Linked DNA regions of Ovis aries: region 1 is linked to region 2. The links are chromatin contacts, called in public Hi-C maps. All regions are on one chromosome and are shown on one strand. Each heading gives the region's core, a stretch centred on a gene start, on an enhancer-like site or on the middle of the called end of the contact. The rest is flanking DNA. Distances are from core to core; before and after follow the strand shown.

Region 1 (3,774 bases), core at 803-3,302, 180 kb before region 2:
GAATGGTAGCCAGGCTGGGATGGGAGAAATAGAGGAGACTCTATATTTGGGAAAATGGGGGGAGGACTTGGTAGCTGATTGCATAAAAGGAAAAGAGAAGTCAATGATGTTTGAAAGAATAACTTGGTAATATCCATAATAGTATGCACTTAGCATCAATTAAGAGAAGCCCAAATGTCCAATCAGGTGATTTTTTTCTAGGATCCTGACTTTGATGACTCTCTCTTAAGAGTATTTCCTAAACACAGGGACCATGTTCTTTCCTGCTCTCTTCACTCTGAATTCAGTCTAAGCGTCGCTTCCTGTGTTCTGGTCTGTCCTGAGGGAGGAAGGAGTAATTCTCCCAAAGATTTGAAATTATGAGAAAACAGAGCTAAGGTTATTGCTCCAAAGTGGGTCTCTTCCTGAATGGTGAAACGATAGGACAAGTCTGTAGCATGTATGGACTGTTGACTCAGTGGATTGCTTCCTAGGCATTTTTTGTTGACCACAACTCCCGAACCACCACTTTCATCGATCCCCGACTCCCGCTTCAGAGCAGCAGACCCACGAGCGCACTGGTGCATCGGCAACACCTGACCCGGCAGCGCAGCCACAGCGCAGGCGAGGTGAGTCCCAGCTGCAGCAAGTGACCTGTTGGTTGGTAGGAATGCAGGATGTGGGATTTATTGAATTCCGCTGGCTCTTTCTTATTGCTTTGTTTTTCTAGTTTGAGACTATCATTTGGAGGCTGAAAAGTACTGGAATGTTGACAGGGCTTCTCTCTGGAAACAGAACCTAAATTGCAAGTTTAAAAGTAAGACATTAGAGGAAAGGTTGAAGAAATTAGATTTTTTTTTTTTTTTAAGTTCAGTGTGGGTGATGAGAGAAGATTCATAATGCAATAGTGTTCAAGAGAGGGGGATGGGAAGCCCTTTGGCATACCTGATAGCAACTTCATAGGAAGAAATGAACATAGCTTTTGCTCCATCACTCAGTCGTGTCTGACTTTTGCGACTGTATCCTGGCAGGCTTCTCTGTCCCTGAGATTTTAATTGGGGATTAAAATTGGATTAAAGGTAGGGAAGTTTCTTAAGTGAGGACTGCTGGATTAGATGAAAATCTCCGGCCTAGGCTATGAGGTTGTGATCCTCTCTAATCTTCTTTAAAATTAGGGTGTATATGAGAGTTGATTTCTATACATGAAATGCCCAGAGAAAATGGGCAGAATTAAAAGCTCTACTGTACTCTACTTTGCTGGTTTGCAGTGACCCTTGGTAACCACATGAGGGCTCTCCGATAACCTAACCAAAAAAGAACAGAAAAAAGAAATACTCTTTCTGTTTCCCTTTTTCGGTTGCAGGTTAAATAAATAAAAGAGGAATGTTTTATGTCAAATATTTTCTCCTTAGTACAAGACAAGAGGGCAGTAGAGGGTGAGATGGTTAGGTAGCATCACCAACTCAATGAACATGAATTCGAGCAAACTCCAGGAGATAGTGAAGGACAGAAGAGCCTGGTGTGCTATACACAGCACGTGGAGTTGCAAGAGTCAGACATGGCTTAGTGACTGAACAACAGCAACAATAGACTTATGCTTTGAATGTCATGTATCATCACGTTATATACATTGTTTCTAAAATTCCCTTAGACAAGTAGAATTAAGATTCTTTTCCTGCATTCCTTTTCCAGGTTTTGTCTATGAGCATATCATCTCTTCAGTATTATATTGTATGTCAAATATTTTTGTAGCTTCTATTATAAGAAAAGATTATGAATGCAGTAAATAACTGGATTTGATTTAGCAGAATTCCACTCTTGGAATTTCCCCTCATGATTTACATACTGGCTCTAAGGATCATATGTGTTTGCTGGTTAAAAGTGCAGACATAGACGAGTACACACAAGAAGCTCATATAAAAATGATATATAAATATATTGCAGGATGAGGTATGCACAAAAATATGTATGTTTTATGAGTAGCTAATAAATCTCTACCTGGCTGTCATCTAAACCATTAGTGGTAACCTGGACGATGCTGATACATTCACCTAAAAAGCAGTATAGACCTCTCACCTTTGGACTTTGTACATCATATGTAGCATATTAGGGCCGTGCCTGGTTTTATCACACAACCTGTGCCCTTTAGACACTTGCCTTATCTCCACTTCACCATATGATGCTGACTGTTCAGTCTGATCAGAACAATGTGCAAGAGATTAGTAACTTTATTTGTATTTTCTTTCAACTCCTCTGCCTCAGAATTTTAATTATTTTCATGGTCTAGTAATAAGGATGCTAAGGTCCACCTTAAAATTTGAATGAAAATTTTTCTTCTTATGGATGGAAACTGAGCAGTGGGACTAAGATGACCCTATAAAGTCTCAGCATTTAGCCCCAGCATTGTTAAACCTTTGAGGTAAATGTGCCTTCTGGCCCAGCTGTTGGAAGCACGCACATCCTGTAGTAACTGCGCATCTATCATGCCTTGCCCACAGTTTGACGGTCTGGTTTGAAGAAGCAGGGTGTCATGAAGAACTTTGGCTATTCTAGGAAATGATGACAAAAGGCACCTTACTGACAGAATGGAAAGTGTATATTGGTAGATTGAAACGATAAGTTTGGTGAATGATGAACAAGATAGAGTCAATGATCAAAATCTCCCCCAAGAGGAGAGTTCGTTGGCTTCATATATATATTGGCTTCATTTCTCAAAGCCAGTAACTCAAGAGAAGTGCAGTGGGAAAATTCTAGTGACATTCACAAGTCTTCCAGCCATTCTCTTAGACTCATTTAGCAAATATTCCAGGTAGTAGAAATTTGGATATCTTTTCCTTCCAACAAATGAATACTTATTGAACACTAGTAGTGTAGAAACTTGGTTAATGTGAGGTATACACAAAAATGACATGTGTCCCTGAGTTCTTACTAAGGAGAGAATATATAAAACTAACTATAATCCAGATGAATAACAATACAATTGAAAAATGCTTTATAGACTGTTAATAATGGCAGCTGCTTTAATGTCCCCCAAGTGCTATGGCAGTCAGAGAAGGTGGCATTTGACATCAGCTTGAAGGGAAGGGAAAGCTTTATTGAGGATAGGCTGTTTGAACTGCACTTTGAAGAATGAGTGAGAACATTTTGAAGAATAAACAGGCAGTGAAGGATGGGGACAATGTTTCCACTTTAGGGCCTTTAGAAAAACCCTCACCAAACACCTAACTGAAGCAGTGTGATAAAATGATTATGAGGCTTTGAGTGGGTAGGAGTAGAAACTGTATTTTAAAAGTACTGATTTATTAAGTAGTGCTGGGAAAACTGGACAGCTACATATAAAAGAATGAAATTTGAACACTTTCTAAAAACATACACAAAGATAAACTCAAAGAAACTGTAAAACTCTTAGAGGAAAACATACATAAAACACTCTTTGACATAAATCATAGCAGATCCTCTATGACCCACCTCCTAGAGTAATGGAAATAAAAACAAACAAGCAGGGCCTAATTAAACTTAAAAGTTTTTGCACAGCAAAGGAAACTATGAACAAGGTGAAAAGAAAATGCTCACAATGGCAGAAAATAATAGCAAGTGAAAAAACTGACAAAGGATTAATCTCCAAAATATACAAGCAACTCATTCAACTCAATACCAGAAAAAAAAACAGCCCAATCCAAAGGGGGGCAGAAGTCCTAAACAGACATTTCTCCAAAGAAGACATACAGATGGCTAACAAATACATGAACAGATGCTCAATATCACTCATTATTAGAGACATGCAAATCAGAACTA
Region 2 (3,740 bases), core at 248-2,747:
CCTTCATGGGAGTGGGGAGGTGGAATTTACATTTGTGGAGGGAAAGGGGAAGTCATTCCTCCAGGGATAGCAGTCCTTAGCAGACTTCCAATGCCACCTCTCTGCTCTCCTGACTCACGAGCCCATATTTATGAGTGGTTGATCACTTGGAAAGGTCCTATATATATCCTTGTCCTGTAGAGCACAGGACAATATAGCCGCGATGCAGCTCAGGTCACATTCTGTACACAACCCCAGCACTTGACCAATGCCTCATAGCATGCAATCTGTGAATATATGATTTACAGTGTTGTTTTATAGAGCATTTCACATGGAAGGAGAGGGAGACCCAGGGAACTTGGAATGCTTTTTTCCCTAGGAGCTAAGCTAGATGCTTTCCCTACAATATCTGAATCAGCTCCACAATTCTAAAAGGTTGTGATTTCAATTTAGAGAAAAGAAAATAATAGTTCAGAAAGGCAAAGTAATGTTTGCCTTCACCACCAGCAGAGATGAAGTTAGGATTTATTTTGGAGATATAATTGTCATGTAACATTGGTTTAAGTTGTTCAGCATAATGATTTGATATATGTCTGAAATGATCACTTCCATACATTTAATTAACATGATCCAAAGTCAGAATTCACAGCAGTTTGATTTCAGAAAATCACCTCTTTTCCTATACTAGATTACTTCTCTATGAATAGAAAAGATATTTTTTCCCCCTTCAATTACCAGAAGCATTTCAGTGTTGAAGTTACAGAAAGGAGGACTTATTAAATTAGTTACAAGGTCAAAGAAAGTATTTGGTAGGCTGAGAGTTGTTGGATCAGGCTCATATTCAACCTTTGATCAGGAAAAGAGGACACTTTAGAGTATGTTCCTTGGAAAGATTACCAGAGTAAATAAAGGGAAAGTTTTCTAGCTGCCCCAAGCAATCATGAAAACACTACATATCTATGTGATTACCTAGCAAAGTTGAAGAGCATTTTATTGGGCAAATAAAAAGCCCAGAATGAAGTCAGTGCCAATAACCTTTAAGTCACCTGAAAAACACTGAACGTGATGAAGTCCAGCACGTTCCCAGTGTCCACAGACATGAGGTCCAGAGTCAAAGCTTTTGACACTTCAGATTACAATGAGCATATTACCAGAATTCCTTGGGAGGAAGAACTGATGCTTCTCTAAATAAAAATGGCCCGATTTCTGTATTATTGCTTCACTTTGCCCAAGAGAAAAATGATTAAGATGTCACTGGAAAATATACACATAATAAACATATATGAATAGCTTTTCAGCAAAACCTGGTTTAACAGAGAAATTGGGTTACTTTCCAAACATGTGTAATTTATTTTACTGTTAAGATATAATTAATTTCTCAATGATTGCAAGAATATCAAAATTTTTAATATTCTATGATTCTATGGTAAAAGAGTAATTGTGCAGTTGTATATATCTCCCTCTAGTGTTCAAAGAAACCAAGTGCCATCACTTTGTGTTTTTCCAGATCTGGTTGTGATTAGTTGAAGGTCAATGTTTGGCAATAAAGCAGCATCGTTATTTGTTTTTATGGGAATTGGTCCATATATAGCTCGGTATTTTCACAAACAAATACCACATGCATGAATTGTCAACCAAATGTCATAGGATTCTTTTGTATCTAAGATATCCATTATAACTCTTTGTTCTTGCATAACTCTCTGTTAAAGGGTTGACAGAGTATGTAATTTTTAAATTCCTAGTTTTCAGAAAGAGAATATGAGAGCCTTGGGGCTTGATCCTTGGACCACCTTTCTTTCTTGTTTCTGTTTACTCTGTCTTACTCGATTCCTTTTAATCTCATGGCTTTAGTTACCATCTGCCTATGGCTGAGCTTCTAATCTGTTCCTTGCCCAGAGCTATACCCAGAGTTGTATAGCTTTCAATTTCCTCAGTGTCTCACTTGGATGGCTAATGGGCGTCTTACATTTACTGTGTCTGAAAACCCACTGTTTTTTTTTTTTTTTCCTTGCACTGTCCAGCATGTATCTCCCTGCCCCTGCTTTCCCCCTTTCAGTTAAATGTACTACCATCTACCAAGCAGCTCAGACCAAAACAAACAAGTAGCCAGACAAACAAAAAAACCCAGTCATTTCAGCCTAGTCTTATTACTTACCTCTTGTCTATCAGAAAGTCCTATTGGGTTTTTCTCCCAAATATTTCCCTTCTCTCCATATTCACTACTTTCTCCAAATTCGAGCACCATTGTTACTTCCCTGACCTTCCCCAGTAAAAGCGTTAGTTGTGTCTGACTCTCTGTGACCCCTCCAGGCTCCTCTGTGCATGGAATTCTCCAGACAATACTGGAATGGGTTGCCATTCCCGTCTCCAGGGGATCTTGCCAACCCAAGGATCGAACCCAGGTCTCCTGCCTTGCAGGGAGATACTTTACTGTTGGAGTCCCCAGGGAAGTCAAAACCCCAAGAGGCTCTTAACTGGCCTTCCTGCTCCCACTCCCACCCCATCTCAATTCATAGTTTCTCCAACTGTTTAGAATAAGATCCTTCTTCACTGTGTTCCTGGCCCTCTTCAGGCCCTCGAATACGTCACATTCATTTCACATTCGAGTTCATCCATTACCTGGGAAACTCACTCCTGACATCTTTGAAAGGCTAGTTCCTTTTTGTCATTCAAGTCTTAGTTTAAATGTCTCCTCCTCAGAGAGAATTTCCTTGACTGCTAGTCTCTCTCATTACCCTGTTTCATTTTCTTTTCGTACTTTCACCATCTGAAATAAGTAATTGATTAATATACCTATTTTGTCGTGCTAGCTGTCTCTTTTTGTTTATGAGAACAGGAGCCAAGGTCTTGGCTGCCCCACTGTCTCTCTCAAGCCTAGAACAGTCCCTGGCCCATAGCTGGTGTTCAACACATATTTGTCCACTGGGCAAGATGAAGATGAGTACAGGTTCATAAAGATAAAAGGGCATGGGCAGAGAATATTATGGTATTCTGAGCTCTGCTTTAAGTTGTACACTTGATTTTCTCAGCCTCACACCACGCCCCACAACCATAAAAAGATGTCACACTTCCTCAAAAAGAACATGTATAACTCACACTCCTTCCTTTTACACGTTACAGTTTCAGAAGTGGAAGATGAAAAGATGAGTAGTAACAAATAACTTAAGTCAGAACTCAGCAGCATAAACTTACATAATATATTTGAAAGGAAAATAAATATCTTCTCATAAAAGATTCCCTTAAAACCAGAACAAATTTGGGCATAAAATCCTTAAGCAAGCATTTGTTCATGTCTAATAAAATCATTTTAGCCAAAAAAAAAAAAAATACTCCGAAACCATCAGAGAAAACACAAAGTCATAAAGGCAACTGATCTTGACACTCCAGGAACCAAAGTATCAGCAAGTCAACTTCTCTTCTTCATGCAGTCTTTCATATTTGGTTAAACTGAAGTAACCAGCTTCTATTCCCAGATACCTTCTCTTAAATGGACTTCCATCTTTGTAGATTAGTAAGTCAAAAGCCTATAGATCATGCTACCCAAATTAAGCACTAAGTAATTGCACAATGCAGTCTTTCAAGGAGACAAATAACAGGAGTGATAAAGTATCTTTCTGTAACTTTTGAGGAGTCCTGTGGTCCAACACATTTAATCAAAAACTTATTTCTAATATGTTTGGAAATATGTCAGGGTTTTGAGCCTGCCTTAACCTGAATGGTGAGGACAGAGATTATATCTCAGCTACAGTCTACTTGGTGAC

The links. A called contact is a pair of places that touch in the nucleus more often than the background predicts.
Region 1: a Hi-C map of liver shows a contact between it and region 2, with 3 times the contacts expected there. The contact joins two enhancer-like sites. A contact is called at or near these places in 9 of 16 Hi-C or Micro-C datasets (blood, liver, mesenteric adipose tissue and 3 more).

Annotation. Positions count from the first base shown.
Region 1 is chr2:198,541,694-198,545,467 of ARS-UI_Ramb_v3.0, reverse strand. It overlaps HECW2 (HECT, C2 and WW domain containing E3 ubiquitin protein ligase 2), which reads left to right. Exons shown (of 29, transcript XM_060411238.1): 15 at 474-608. Among named protein-coding and RNA genes, the nearest start is that of STK17B, 110 kb to the right of the region's middle. Within about 2 kb of position 2,052, at least 8 of the 54 cell types and tissues checked have an H3K27ac peak or open chromatin away from gene starts, as enhancers often do.
Region 2 is chr2:198,363,973-198,367,712 of ARS-UI_Ramb_v3.0, reverse strand. No RefSeq gene overlaps it. Among named protein-coding and RNA genes, the nearest start is that of DNAH7, 11 kb to the right of the region's middle. Within about 2 kb of position 1,497, at least 3 of the 54 cell types and tissues checked have an H3K27ac peak or open chromatin away from gene starts, as enhancers often do.